Regions from separate parts of the Hordeum vulgare genome. Here region 1 is linked to region 2. A link is a contact called in public Hi-C data. All regions are on one chromosome and are shown on one strand. The core of a region is the stretch at or near the end of the contact, and the rest is flanking DNA. Distances in the headings are between cores, read along the strand shown.

The links. Hi-C and Micro-C count contacts between places; a contact is called where the count stands out from the background.
Region 1: a contact with region 2 is called in a Hi-C map of seedling, with 3 times the contacts expected there. The contact joins the promoter of LOC123399577 here to the promoter of LOC123396118 in region 2. A contact is called at or near these places in 2 of 6 Hi-C or Micro-C datasets (leaf and seedling).

Annotation. Positions count from the first base shown.
Region 1 is chr5H:352,185,179-352,192,508 of MorexV3_pseudomolecules_assembly, reverse strand. LOC123399577 (structural maintenance of chromosomes protein 6B-like) reads right to left here and starts at 5,760. Exons shown (of 28, transcript XM_045093980.1): 1 at 5,610-5,760; 2 at 5,425-5,530; 3 at 4,003-4,136; 4 at 2,908-2,963; 5 at 332-418. The coding sequence starts at 5,715.
Region 2 is chr5H:351,378,062-351,385,536 of MorexV3_pseudomolecules_assembly, reverse strand. LOC123396118 (CBS domain-containing protein CBSX1, chloroplastic-like) reads left to right here and starts at 5,849. Exons shown (of 8, transcript XM_045091164.1): 1 at 5,849-6,146; 2 at 6,681-6,768; 3 at 6,848-6,912. The coding sequence starts at 5,952.

The DNA of each region.
Region 1 (7,330 bases), core at 4,511-7,010, 810 kb before region 2:
GTATTTTAGTGCTACAAACATCTGTTTGAGCGACAACTAATATGGACCGGAGGGAGTAATTGGTTATACGGAAAAGTGGAAACCCATCCGCCGGGACGCAAATAAACATGCAATCACAGTGTTATACAATTGACTAACAGAAGGTGTGCTACACATGACGACTGATTACATCTAGAAGTGACTAAATACCATGGGACCCTGCAGAATATGACTGTACAATTCCATTCAAGTCCATAAAACCATAGATGCTCCAACACATAAAATAAAACAAGGTAAAGCACACATATTGATACAGCGGTATCGGCAAGGAACTGAAAGAACTGATGATTACCTTAAACTTATCCTTGTCGTTTCCTGAGTGCAGGAATTCTCTACTTTTGTCTTGACTCATAATTACACAAGGATTTTCAACATCGATCTGAAAAGTTGCATATGGATCAGGATGTAGAAACATAAAACATCCATGACATTCAATCAAGGACTCGAGGTATTTCCACAGAAAGGTATAAAAAACTGTTTGAGATCCATATCATGAATGGTAGAATAATGCTGATACACGGCGGTGAAATCCTAGTCGAATCCAACTCCAGGTATCGACACAACGAAGTTTATCATAAAAACTACTGATGCACCAATTGCTTACACTCCAAGGTTCTTGCGACTATCTTACGACGATTTACACAAGTAAAGTGCTGCTATGTACAGACATGTTGCTCTTCAGGAGGTTATTTTGGTTCACAGGAGTCATCCAAAGTAGATTTCTAGTAGCAGCTAAATAATATCAAGAGGAGGTATCACGTTAAAGGTTTCCAAATTGGAGCCATGCTTTGTTAGATGGAAGTAGCCATCGGCCACCAAGACCAGATACTTTATTGTGCACGTTTTGGATGCAATTCAGTTTATTATAGAAAATCAGCTTGAAGAGAAGAGAACCAGAAAAGGCTGAAATTAGGGATTTTGTTTTTTCACCGAAGAAACTTGCCAATACAAGAAGGTGCAAAAGCAAAAAAAGAGACAATGAATTCCTGTTTTACTTTCCTTGTGTTTAACCGAGACATGAAATTAGATCTCTGTTCTTTATTTCCTTGTGGGTCAAGTTAGGGAGTCGCTTGCTACTATAAAGGCATGCCATGCGGTTAGTAAAATGCAATTATGTTCTGAATAAGACCACGATGTGTGTTTCAGGGTAGATGCCAGTTACCAACTTTTGGGGTAAGCTTGTCCAAATCCCTCGTTTGCTGCATGAGTTGCTGCCTTTTAGACCGGTTCCTGTGTGCTGAATCGCAAGGTTCAAATCCTCTACTTTGTCTACACCATGTGTGTGGGCAAGACGCCAAATACAAGGCGGAGGAAGTAACGTGAAAGCCGGGCCATGACAACAGACCAGTTCCTTGCTTTGAGGGTTTGTCCTCATAAGGTATGATTAGCGAAGATGACAGACCAAGGTGCAAGAGGGAATTAGGTGAAGTGCTAATATGATTGCGCACTTGTGCACACAAAGCCCTGCTTGACAGCTCAGTAAGCTCCATACACAAAGGCTTGATTGATAATTCAGTAAGCTCTGCACATATGAAGGCCTCCTTGACGATTCAACAAGCTCTTGTACATAGGCAGGCGTAGTGCACCAACTGAACTGTGTCACTTTATCCTTTCCCATTGGTTGACATGCCATGTGTTACTGACAGATCTGGCAGCATGGGCTAGGGGCGAAAAGCAGACATGGCGAGGGCAATGGCAAAGGCAAAGGAAGGAACTTCAGCTCGCTTTAAAGTTCCTTGAGGTGATGGTGCCGCGCATCTGCTGCTCTGCGGAGGCACGTAAAGCACAGGTTTTACTTTCTCTTCCACATGGTCTCTACTTTTATGTTTTATCCCTTTCTTTTCAATTCCTAAACCCATACTCGTGGAAAGAGCTTGGATCAACGCCCTTCCCCATTCCTCACCTAGCGAGTAACATATCTTCCTCCCCTCTCATAAATATAGCACAAGCATGTTAACATTTATTTTGTAAAGTTTATACTGGTTAGTGAGTTTGTCATATCTTAGAATGTGCATGCATGTTGAATTAGCTGGGTTACTAATAGGAGAGAACATGGGTATAGGATGAGTTATTAGCCCATGAATATACTTAGGCCTCCTTTGCTATACAGTAATTTCATAGGAATTCTAAAGGATAGGAATCTTATAGGAAAAATCCTTTGGAGCCCTTTGATTTGTAGAAATGGATTCCTATTTCTATGTAGGATAGGAATAAATCCTTGACATTTCAAAGGAAATAAAACATTAGCATAGACTCAATGAAAAAATTCCTATCCTATGCATCAAATGAAATCTCTTTCCCTCCATGAATTGATACACATGTCATCTCACTTCCTATGATTTTATGGGTTTCAGCTCTAGCCTACCCCAACTTGTTTGAGACTAAAGGCTTTGTTGTTGTTGTATGTTATTCCTATCCTATGAACCAAAGGAGGCCTTACAGTAATAAGACAAAAACAAAACAATTAGCATGTATATGCGCATCCCAATGAAATCTCTTCATGCATGTCTCGTGTCTGAGTAGTCAGTAGAGAGAGAACAAGGAGAGCAAGCAGACAGGAAGGGGGGGTGGATATGTGATTGTGAAGCTGACCAATAGCATAATCGCGGCAGAGAGAGAGAAAAAGCCAGAGAGGAAGAGAGCATGGTGTCTTCTTGTAGCTGTTTTAATATATCTTCCCTTACATACAGTTATTTATCTATATGAACACACGCAAGGGTGCAGCGAGGACAAGTAGATGAAGGGTCCATCAGTTTCTACACCTTTTTCCCGTAACTGACCCAATACAGAAAGAGAACAGTAAACAAACAATTGGATGAGTGAAACCACTACATAAAATTAGTATTCATCAGCAAACAAGCAACTTACATTAAAATGTTCAATTATCTCATTAAGATCATCTTTGCGATTTGCCACCTTCCTACCTGTTCCAGCACATATGATCACAATATGCACAGTATAGTATAGCATGGTAAAATATTGTGCAGTTAGTAAATACAAATACAAGAATGGCTACTGTAGTTAATTAATTAATATACGCTCCGATCCATATTAACTGCCGCAGCTTTAGTACAACTTTATACTAAAGCTCCAACAAGTAAAATGGTCGGAGGGATTGGTAAATTTACAGCAATCATCCATTTGATCAATTTAACCAGTTCAGAATTTACTGTCACTTTCAATTTAAGCGAGGACTCTCATCTAACAGCAATCAGATGTGCATGATGCGATTTGGACCATGCAGAAGTCTTTTGTGGTAGCACCATCTGTAGGTGAGCTCAACTGAGATTAAGTTTTTTTCCCTGGAAAGAATGAATTAAGCGCTACCAGTGTTTATTTTCATGCCTAACTACTCCCTCTGTTCCTAAATATAAGATGTTTTGGCAGTTCAATTTAAACTGCCAAAACGTCTTATACATTTATAAACAGAGGTAGTAGCATTTAACAATGTATGCAACATGTAAATACCTAGTACACATAAAGATTATCTGAGCCTAATTACAAGTAAAAAGGCAGACTTTCTGCAGCCATGCAAACATGTACAGTAAGTAGTCAAGCACAAGCAACACGTGTGTCGTTTGCCAACATGGAAAGTTGAGACAACTAAGGATAGGAAAGATGTGATAATTTAATTAAAACTTGAGATAACCACTAAACAGAATAAAGATATGCAGTCAACACACAAGAATGGATAATGAATGGAGAAATGCAACAATCACAAGTTCAGAATGTGTCATCTTTGAATAGAAAAATACTACTAAAAACTGAGAACTCTGGTAAGGTCACAGAAAAAATAGGATTGCCATTAAAATAATACAGAGTAGAGGTTAGCAAAGTGAGAACTGAAACCTAAAGTACTAAATTTGACAGCTAAAACAGAATCTAAACAACTTTACACATGAAATGTTTATAATAGACGGGCACAACCAACAACTGGGAGGAAGATGGATCAAGTATGAGTACCATGTTGATCCTTCAAAATCGTAGAACTCGATGACTCAGTAATCCTGCGTTCCAATTTAATTAAGTTTCCATATACATCAGGCTTGAACGAGTCTTCCCCTTGGTTGTTGATGTCGACAGCAATCGCTGCATAACTGCGATTTAAATTTAACAAAATAAACTATACTAAATCGAACACGAAAGAGAGATAGAACAGTCAGAGGATAAATGCTATCATGATCGATGCAGTCATCAATTCCACAATCATACGTAAGACCATAGCTACTAAAGCAGGGCCGGTCATTCACCCAGCCAACCTTCTGATTTAATGTTCAGTCGCTCAACTGGTGGTTGACCATTTGGAATGATTAACATTATTTTATTAGGCCAAGGGCAGTCCTTTGGTGAACCAGCAGGTTCAGACGCTATTTCACCAATTTGCAAAGATCTAACCCCAGAGACTGTATGCTTTTAATAGGCAGCCTCTGTTGAATTTTTACAGAAGAATCTTCAAGCTAAACTAAGTTACTATGCTATATGTTTATTATAGAACAAAATACATGCATACAGATTGTTGTTAGAAAAACACTATATGACCCATGAAAAAAGAATGATGGATGTCTGGATTACCCGAACATGTATGGAATTTTTCAACCGAAATGATGTCTTTCTGAGTAAAACTATAGGCATATAGGAGTATTCATACGATAACATGTATGATTTTTTATGGATCTTTTCAAACAAGTGCTTGTATGGGACCTACCAACCTAATATTATTGTGCTATATCTGGCAACAGTTAAAACTTCCGTGTGACCTGCTGCAAAGTGAAAGAAGTGGCAACCTGCCTGGTGCAAAGTGCAAACTCTTTTAATATTAATATCAACAGTGTGATGTGCGACAAAAATACATCAATTAATGCAATAAAACCAGACCGGTGTTTTAAGTTTTTTGACAAACCATGTGATCTCTCTTCTTTGCTCTGAACCATACAGCTGCAACATTGCCTAAAAATGACTATGGCATATTTTCAGGTTATACAGCTTTGAAGAATATTAGTGACAATTTAAGTGCAACGCATGCTGTTCAAATGTTCAATAAATATTTTCATATAATAAAAATTGACCCAAGTGCTAGCAGCATAACACTACTTTTGCTTTAATCCGGTCCCAACACCTCACCAACTTGTTAGGACCGACAGGGATCATGCCCAACCAAAGAGATTGTCTAACCCTCAATGTTCCTAAATGGTGTGCAAAAACCGTATCCGGAAACCCATCTACAGAAATGCAGCAATCATCATACCAATCTGCACCATACAGCAGCTATTCCCAACCAACAACTATCTCGCGACAAAATCTATTTTTTCCGTAGTGACTCAGCTATTATTAGTGATTTAGAAGACAAAACAAAAGATACTGGAGGGTGCAGAATGCGGACGCAACCTGCAGCCAGTCTTGATGAAATCTTTAATGCTGGCGGCCCGCTGCGTGTTCTTGGCGCGGCAGCCGAAGGCGATGCACAGAGCCGTCAAGATCGCGCTCTTTCCGCCTGCGCCAGCACGACCAAGAAAAGGCGCGTCGGTGAGGGAGAGAAAAGGGGGGGAACTAGGGTTTGGGTGGAAGCGTACTGCCGTTCTGCCCGGTGATGAAATTGACGTGCTCGCCGAGATCGATGTGCAGGCTGGAGTGGCACATGAAGTTCTCCAGCCGGATGCGGGAGATAGTCCCCGCCATCGCCGCTCCCTTCCACCTCGCCGGCGATTCGGAAGCTGGGGCGCGGGGGGGGGGGGGGGGGGGGGGGGGCCTTCTAGTGGGGGGGGGTTTCTTTTTTTTGGGGGGGGGGACTTCTGGTGTGGTGGGCGGTTCGCTGGCGGGAGAAAGCCCGCTAAAACTGAGGACTGGCGGGAGGGGGCGAGGGGAGCGGGAGGTCCTATTGGACGGGGGTTGATCTGCCCCGGCGCGCCGGCCCAGATTTTCGGTGGGCCGGCGCGGGCTGCAGGATCCATCAATCCCGCTCGTCCGCATCGTTGGATTCGCATGCAATATTTTTCTTCCTATGCAGCAAAATTTCGATGCCATGCAGTAATTTTTTCAACGGTTGCAACAAAAAATAAAATTTGTAGCAAAAAAAATATCTACGTGATCGTAGCAAAAAAATGAAGCTGATGGTATGTGGTAGCAAAAGTCAAACGCCGGTTGTAACAAAAATTTACGTGACGTGTATGCAACTTTTTAGTAAACGGTTGCAGCAAAACATGATGCCGCTTATAGCAAAAATTAACACGGTTGTAGCAAAAAATCCGACGAACTAGAGTTGCAACCAAACGTATATGCAGCTTTTTTACTGAGACAAAATATAGTAAAAAAACGCTTGCAGCAAAAATGACGCAGGTTGCAACATATTTAGACGAAAAATGTTGCATTCATTAACCGGAGAAGCGCGCGGATGAAAAAATGTTGCAAGGGCCCGCGCGCGTCAGGGAACGACCGGCGCGTCTGTTCGGCCGGCGCGCGGGTGGGAAACGATTCCCTATTAAATGCTCTTTGCGTCAGCAGCGCGCGGACGTATAGAGAAATCGCGACTGAGCCGGCCCACTAACAGAAAATAAAGGATAAAATCCAAAACATTTAGATACAAATTTACCCCATGATACATGAAGTTAGCAAAATCCAAATTCAAAAAAAATTATATTTTTTCATATTTCGGAATATTTTTGCGTAAAATCCGAAACATTTCTATAAAAAAAATTGGAACATTTTTTCAAATTCCCGAACGTTTTTCTAATTCCGTAACATTTTTTCAAAATTTCAGAAGATTTTTTTCAAACTAAGGAACATTTTTAAAATTCCAGAACATTTTTTTCAGATCCCAGAACATTTTTTCAAATTCTGGAACATACTTTTGAAAATACGAAACATTCTTCAAATTGCGGAACTTTTTTTTCAATTCCGAAACATTATTTTTTCAAATTCCAGATATTTTTTCAAATCCCGGAACATTTTTCTAAAATCCAAAAAAAATGAAAACCAAGAACACTTTTTGAAAGTCAAAACTTTTTACAAAATCTAGAACATTTTTTAAAATCCAGAACAATTTTTTAAAAAGCGAGAACATTTTTAGAATTTGAATAACATTTTTTAAAATAGAAAGGTAAAAAAGAAAAAAACTGGTTCAGGGATCCTTCTAGAAGTTTTCCAAAACCAAGAAAAATCAGTTGGAACCTCTAGAAGGTTTCCAAAACCGGAACGCTCGAGCAGTTATATGGTTTGGCCCGTTGCGTCACTGCTCGACCGCTTGCATGTGCGAAGCGGCGACTGCTTGACGCAACAAGCGACAAATAGAATATTC
Region 2 (7,475 bases), core at 4,600-7,099:
TTGGTTACAGCTGCAGCTTCTGCCTGCGGAGTAGACGGAGCTTTCTGCTTCTGCTTCCGAGTGTTGCCCCCATCTCCATCGGCGACTGTTTTGTGCTTGCCGCTCCGGATGCGGTCCTCTTCTTCGCCATTTGCATAGCGTGTTGCTATCTCCATCATCTTGCTCATGGAGATGTCGCCTGTTCGGCCGAACTTCGGGTACAGATCCCTATACCGCACGCCTGCCTTGAAGGCGCATACTGCTTGATGCTCCGTGACATTCTCCACCGTGTGGTAGAGAGTTGTCCAGCGCTGAATGAAATCACGCAGGAGCTCATTCTGCTTCTGGACGCAGTGCTGGAGCTCCACGAGGCCAGCAGGGCACTTGCACGTCCCTTCGAAGGTCCTGATGAACACTCGGGCTAGATCTGCCCAGCTGTAGATGCTTGAGGGGGCCAACTGGTTCAGCCATGCTCACGCCGAGCCGTCGAGCATCATGGGGAGGTGCTTCATGGCGACATGGTCGTCTCCTCCTCCGATCTGGACTGCTACTCGGTAATCATCCAGCCACGTTTCTGGCTTGGACTCTCCTGTAAACTTGCTAATTCCCGTCGTCAATCGGAAGTTGGGAGGGATGTCAGCCGAACGGATGGCTCGACTGAAACACTCGGGACCAGAAACGATGGTCCTGCTTCCACTCGGACAGTCAATATCGTAACCATCGCGGTGGGCTCGGCCCCTGTCGACCCTCCGCTGGGCGATATGCCCTCTCGCGTTGGGCCTTGGGTCGTAAGTGCCGCCGACTAAACGCCGATCATCATGATGTCGGGGCCCATAGGGCCCACCCCGCGGAGGGGTGCGTGAACGGCGACGATCTTCGGGATTTATGGAACGACTGCCTCCTCTGTGTCGCTGATGAGAACCAGGGCTATGAACTGACCGATGCGTATTCGCATGAACAGAACTATTTTAGATCATGTTGTGCGACTGGGAGACCGCCAAATTTTGCTGTTGCGCCGTGTGCAACAGGGCGCGGATTTGCTCGATTCCCCTGCCAGCCTCTGAATCAGTCGGCTGAAGGGAATCGGCTATCTTGGCAGCCGCGGCCAAGTTGAGGAGGGGTGTGCGGAACAGCTCCACGTTGCTCCGCTGAGTGTGCCGACTGGCAGAACGGCGAGGCGGACGACGCGTGCCGGACGTTTCGCCGATCTCGTGCTCGTTCCGGCCAGCTTGACGGGGATCTTCATGGGAATTGGCCATGTGTACTTCTGCTGCAGGCCCGCGACCCGTGTACTCGGAAGGAAACTCAGTCAGAACCGAGCCCGAGTGCTGGGACGGCGGGGCAACCACAACTGACTCTAGAACCGCCACTTGTGAAGACGCGTTCTGGCGTGCCTGGCGTGTTGCACCCAACGCTGGAGCCACGGACGGCGGGACCGCTTGTTGCGGCGCGTGACGGCAGTGTAGGTCGACACCGGAGCCGACTGCTGGAGAAGAAGAATGTCGCGGGCGCCGGCACGGAAGTGCGTAGCCCCGCGACGGGGAAGCGCCTCGACGTCGAGAGGGGCGTCCCGAAGCCATGCCGAATCGTCGACGATGAAGGAGAGAGCGCTGAAGAAGATCTCGTGACCCATGCTCGAATCTCCACCGGACGACATGACGAAGTGATGTAGTCGCAAACTCGCCGGAAGTCGCTTAGACGCCTGCCCCACGGTGGGCGCCAACTGTCGTGGGTATAAGCCTGACAGTAGATGAGTAGGGTACGAAAGGAATGGGCAGAGCCTTAGCTACGACGAGGTTGTATGAGTTCAGGCCCCTCTACGGTGGAGGTAATAGCCTTACGTCTCAGTGCTCAGGGAGCTTGTTGTCGAGTGGAATATCGAATACAGTGAAATGCTAACCCCTGCACCAGAGGGGGAGGGTGGCTTATATAGAGTGCGCTGCCCTCCACAATGGTTCGGTGCACAGGGGTGGAGTAGTGGCGAATAAATGTCTACGTTACAGGTAACGTACGTCCTAAATGCTAATTAAGGCATATGGAAACGTATGACCGTTTCCCTCCAGGGGGTTACGATGCGCAGAGTGGAATCCAGTCGGTTAGTTTGATAAACTCCGAATGCTAATCTCCGACTGGACGGTCGAGGATCTGTTACAGACTGGATGAATGGAACTCCTCAGTTCAGTCGGAACTGACTAAGGGCCTTGTCCCTTGTGAGGGGTAATCCTTGGGTTGGACCTTTAGGGCAGGCCTATGACCATACCCTAAGACTATAACCCCATCAGTATGCATACGAGAGGAGTGTTATGTAGTATACCATACTCGAAGGGGTCAAGTAAACACGTGTGCAGGAGATGATTTACCTTTAAGTATGTGAAGTAGATATTGCACGTGTTACTTGCCAAATGGATTCTTCTAATGGTGATACTCGAAGGATGCTCCCCATCATTTGTTCTTGAAACGAGCAAAATATATGTTTTAAATGAAATTGTTTTTTAAGACGAGTGAATAAGTGAAACAATGTTTAAAAATGAGTGAAATTATTTTTTCGCAAATAGTGAAATTGTTTTTCAAAAAGAGTGAAATATATGGTTTAAAACAAGTGAAACTAGTGTTTCAAAATAAATGAAACTAGTTTTTCAATGACTAGAATTAGTTTTTTTAAATTAGTGAGTCAATCTAAATATTGTTCCTGAAATACCGAAACATCCTTATGTTTTATGGCAGTGATTTAAAAGATAATTGAAATATGTAAATTAAAAACTAGTTAAAATATATCCCAGATTGATCTTATTTTGAAGGCCTTGTCACCACAATGTCAAATATATAAAAAGATTCACAAATAAACTTTCGGTTCAAAAAATATCAAGCATTCAAAATATATGAGGATGAAATAAAATGCATGTCATTATGTGGGGAGAAACAATATGCATGCGCCGACCACTCTCCACTCATGGTCAAGACGTACTCTCCCTCTCTCTTCTTTGGCAAAAAGCTGACATGATCAGGATGTATTCCCGAGTATTGTTGTTGAAAAGAATTCTCTTGTTTATACTACACCAACTGAACCAATCTTGATGAATTTAATGAATGATGGATTATCCAATCCATCGATAGATACCGGTTCCGGCAAATTTACTTATTCGCTGCAGTGACGGTGAATCTGCCACGCGAGAAATAACCGACGAGAACCAACCTTGCCGCGACCGTCTATATCACTCCTGCTCCGTCCATCCACCACACACCACCCCATCCCCGTACATCGGAGGAAGCAAAAGTAGAACTGCTCCCTTGAAGAGCAAAAGTGTACTTTCTTTCAAGTCTGGTTAGATCGGCGTTTATGTGGCGTTTATATATATAGGTAAATTGTTTGACACACATAGTAAATTGTCTGGGGCACCTAGGCCCATTATATGACAACTCATAATCGTAGTGCATGATGTGTAATCCTGACAAAATGACCTTCCAAATTTTGTTTGCATGCACTACCATCATCAATAGTCATTGATTACTTTCCAAAGAACAAATATATTTTTAATTTCCTATTAATGATTTATTTCCGAAGAAAGAAGGTATTCTAATTTCTAAGATATCAGATACGATGAAATAATATGAAATGTCGTTCAAAAGGTTTGGATGTATAATTAGGACGTTCTTATGACTTTTTTTTTCCATAGTTTTACTTTCCTGAGTATTAAGTTTTTTTTAAATAGCGCCGGGTCACACATTTGAACACCTAATATTTCTGTAAAATTTAAGGTGATCAAATAATATAAAATATGATCTTAATTATTATATTACTTTTAGGAAAATCTGATGCATGTTGATACCCATACATAAATTTTTTCGTGCGTACATATACCCATACTTATTTATTTTTAGTTATAGGAACCGACATTGGATGTGAGTACACACACATTTTTTTCTTACGTACGCGGAAATAAGATATCATACCCGCATATCATGTTTCAATATACGCATATTTGTAGATTGAAATAAAACTGATATACTTTGGACGATATACTCAAAAAATGATACACTATTTTTTATACACGCATATTCCTTTGAGAGATACATGTGAATTATAGTGGAGACATACCCAAAAATTGTATATAATTTACATATACCTAATATATGAGGTATGTACATATACCTAATATATTATGCGTATAAACTCATTTCTTAGTACCTGTATATTCCTTGAAGACATATCCAAAAATAATATATTTTTAATGAGGACATACCTAATAATGATATAGTCTTTTTCGGAGGGTATATATATACCTAAGATATTGTATGCACAGATTATTTTCTTCAAAAGTATAACGTGAATATGGTGTCATGTACGATACATTTCTCTCAAAATAAGTGTCACACCTAAGGTATTATTCTATGTAGAAAAATGCATGGACCATGCATGTAAGCATTAATGTCCATTTTTGCTTTCTATTCTAATGTGGGTATTAAATGTCCAAATCATGCAATAGTTAGTACTCATTTTCTCCTAATGAAACATTCTATTACTAATATAAATGCACACATCTCAACTTAATCTGACGGTTTGTAGCCAAGGTGCCCAGGCACCTAGGTGTCCCAAACGGTCGTCCTATATAGATAAATTGTTTGACACACACTCATATACAGTCATCCCTAACTAAATCTAAGATCGTGCGTGCATTAATGTCAAATATATGATTTGAACCCTTGTGACATGGAGATACCACCGTCTTCTAATCATCCAACCACATATCGGTTTGTTTGTACTATGATTCTTATGATGTAAATAGATGAGATAAATATTATCATGAAAAAAAGGTTAATTAATGGATTATAACTTTGTTGTCGTGGAATAAAACTATGTGATTCTTCTGTCGAAGAAGAAGAAAAACGGTGTTCACATGTTTTAGAATTCCATCGTCTCCCCTTCATTGAATTCGGACCGTACATCGTCTCAGCCGGTTGGCATAGATTCCAGCCTATTTGTGTTTCACTCCCAGACCTGCCTCGGAATTCCTCCGCGCCGGCGCGTCGGTCAAAATTTTTGATCGGTTGCATGCGGGCTGCCCAATCTGCCGGCCGTATGTAGGGTGCACCGTCAGATCGTAGCAAAAAACTATGGTTATAGCAAAAAATGTCAATGTAATCGTAGCAAAAAAGACGCTAATGATACGTAGTAGCAAAACAAAATATGAGTTGCAACAAAAATAATCCGGTGAACTCGGGTTTTAAATCTGACAAACATGTATGCAACTTTTTTTAATAAACGATTGCAGCAAAAAAGATACCTGCTGTAGCAAATATTAACACGGTTGTAGCAAAAATCAAAAACACCGATGGTAGCAAAAAAACCGACAAACTAAATTTGCAACCAAACATATATGCAGCTTTTTTATGGACAAACGAACATAAAAACGCTTATAACAAATTTAAACGCTAGTTGCAGCAAATTTAGACGAAAAAAATGCTGCAATCCTAATCAGCTACACGAGCCGGTCGCGCGTGACGGGCGGAACGGTTCGGCCGGCCGCAAGCGTTTCCCAATTCACATCGCCGGATCGTAGTCCGCCCGTGCATCGATGGGCGTCACGCCCGCGAGAAGACGGCCAGCCAGAAAGGCGATGCAGAAACGAACGGGAAACAAGTAAACGATCACGTGCATCACCGGTGAATCTCCCACGCCAGAAAGAAGCGAGCAGAACCACGCCCGCCGCGACCGTCCCCCTCACTCCCGTCTCCGTCCATCCACCATTCCCCACCCCCGCCCACCGGAGGGACCAAAAGTAAAACCAACACGCCTCCCTTCCCTCGCCCGCCGACCCGCTATAAAAATCCAAGCACATCCACCCCTTCTCCCATCCATCGGCGGTCTCCCTCCCCCCCCTCTCTCTCTCTCTCCTGCCATCATATCATCCCGGCCTCTCCCTCCCGCTCCATCCCTCCCATTCCCATCCCCTCCGATTGCCCCTGCGCTCGCCATGGAGGCCGCCGCGTCCACGCTGCTCCTCTCCGCCGACTCGCCCCTCGCCAACGGCCGCCTCCTCCTCCTCGCCCCTTCTCGGCCCGCGCGGGCACGGCGGGGCGCCGCGCCCAACAGGTGCCGCTGGGCGTCCGTCCGCGCGTACGCCGCGCCGGCCATGCCAGCGCCGGCCTCTGGAAACGGCCTCGTCCCGGTGAGTGCCGCGCCCGCACGCCTTTTCTCCTCTGCAGCTAGCCAATTACTTTCAGCGCAAATTTTGCGTCGCTTGCTTTTCTTGCCTACGTGTAGTGGTAGTGCACGGATTAAGCAACTAGTAGTTCGCTTGCTTTCGTGCTCCCTTTAATTGGTAGGCACTCAGCCTGCTTTTGTAGCAACAATAACAAAGCAGCTGAGATTGCTTTCTGACTAATATAAGGGAATGAGCCATTTCAGAAAGAAACGAAATGATGCATCATCCGCTATGCTTGGGGTTTTCCCGAGAAGCAAATTGTTGTGTTTGTGTTGGAGGAATCGATATCTCCACATAAGCCAAGAGGCAGATCTTGTACCCGCTCCACCACCACTGGAACTTGGCTGATAGCTCAAATTCCATTACCCAGCTCGTTTCATTCTCGCACATATATCCCTCTCCCCAAATACTCAACGAAATGTTTTCTTACTGCCGAGTGTTCAATGTTCAGCCTCAAATAAGTAGTTTGCTTGTGTTACATCCTGCTTACTTACTCAGAATAACAACGGAGTGTACACTGTTGGAGACTTCATGACGAAAAAGGAGGATCTCCATGTCGTCAAGCCGTCAACCCCGGTTGATGAAGGTGTGGCCCATTCTTAGTTGTCTCTTCTGCTCACTGACCAGCTTCCAAATTGCTAACTAGTTCTTTGGTTTGCATGCAGCGCTCGAGATGCTGGTGCAGAACAGGATCTCTGGTTTCCCTGTTATCGATGACGACTGGAAGTTGGTTAGTTCCATTTAAATTTAGTTAACCCGCTCTTCTTGTTTCCCAGTCCATGTTTTCTATGACATAGCTAAGCTCAGAATATACCAGTCCTTTTTCGGAACAAAGGGTTTTGGGCGGCAAATACAGTGTTGCAATCCCAACTAAAAATTCCTATCCATGCATTTGGACCAAATTATTGCATCGGAAGAATTTCATAGAAAAGGGGTTTCCTACAAATATTGGAGGAAGTTAAATATGAGCTCTAACCTGATCATGGAAATTTCCTTTTGACAATCTGGATGCATCTTCGCTCGTTCTCTCTCCTTCTCCGATTCTCTCTAAGTAAGTAACATCCAATCTAAAAATTCCTGATGTGCAGCATCAGAATAACTTCTAAGCAATCCATGTGGGTTTTAATATTCCATGACAAGTCAATCCTCTTCCTACGGTTTTAGATTATTGAATTTTAGAGAGGCTTAAAGAAGGGTTCTTCCCAAGGAAAAAGGAAAGAGCCCTTTTGTTGTTCCCTATCATGTTATGTCTTAGGAAGCATTATATTGCAATGATGAACTGACTGACTTTCA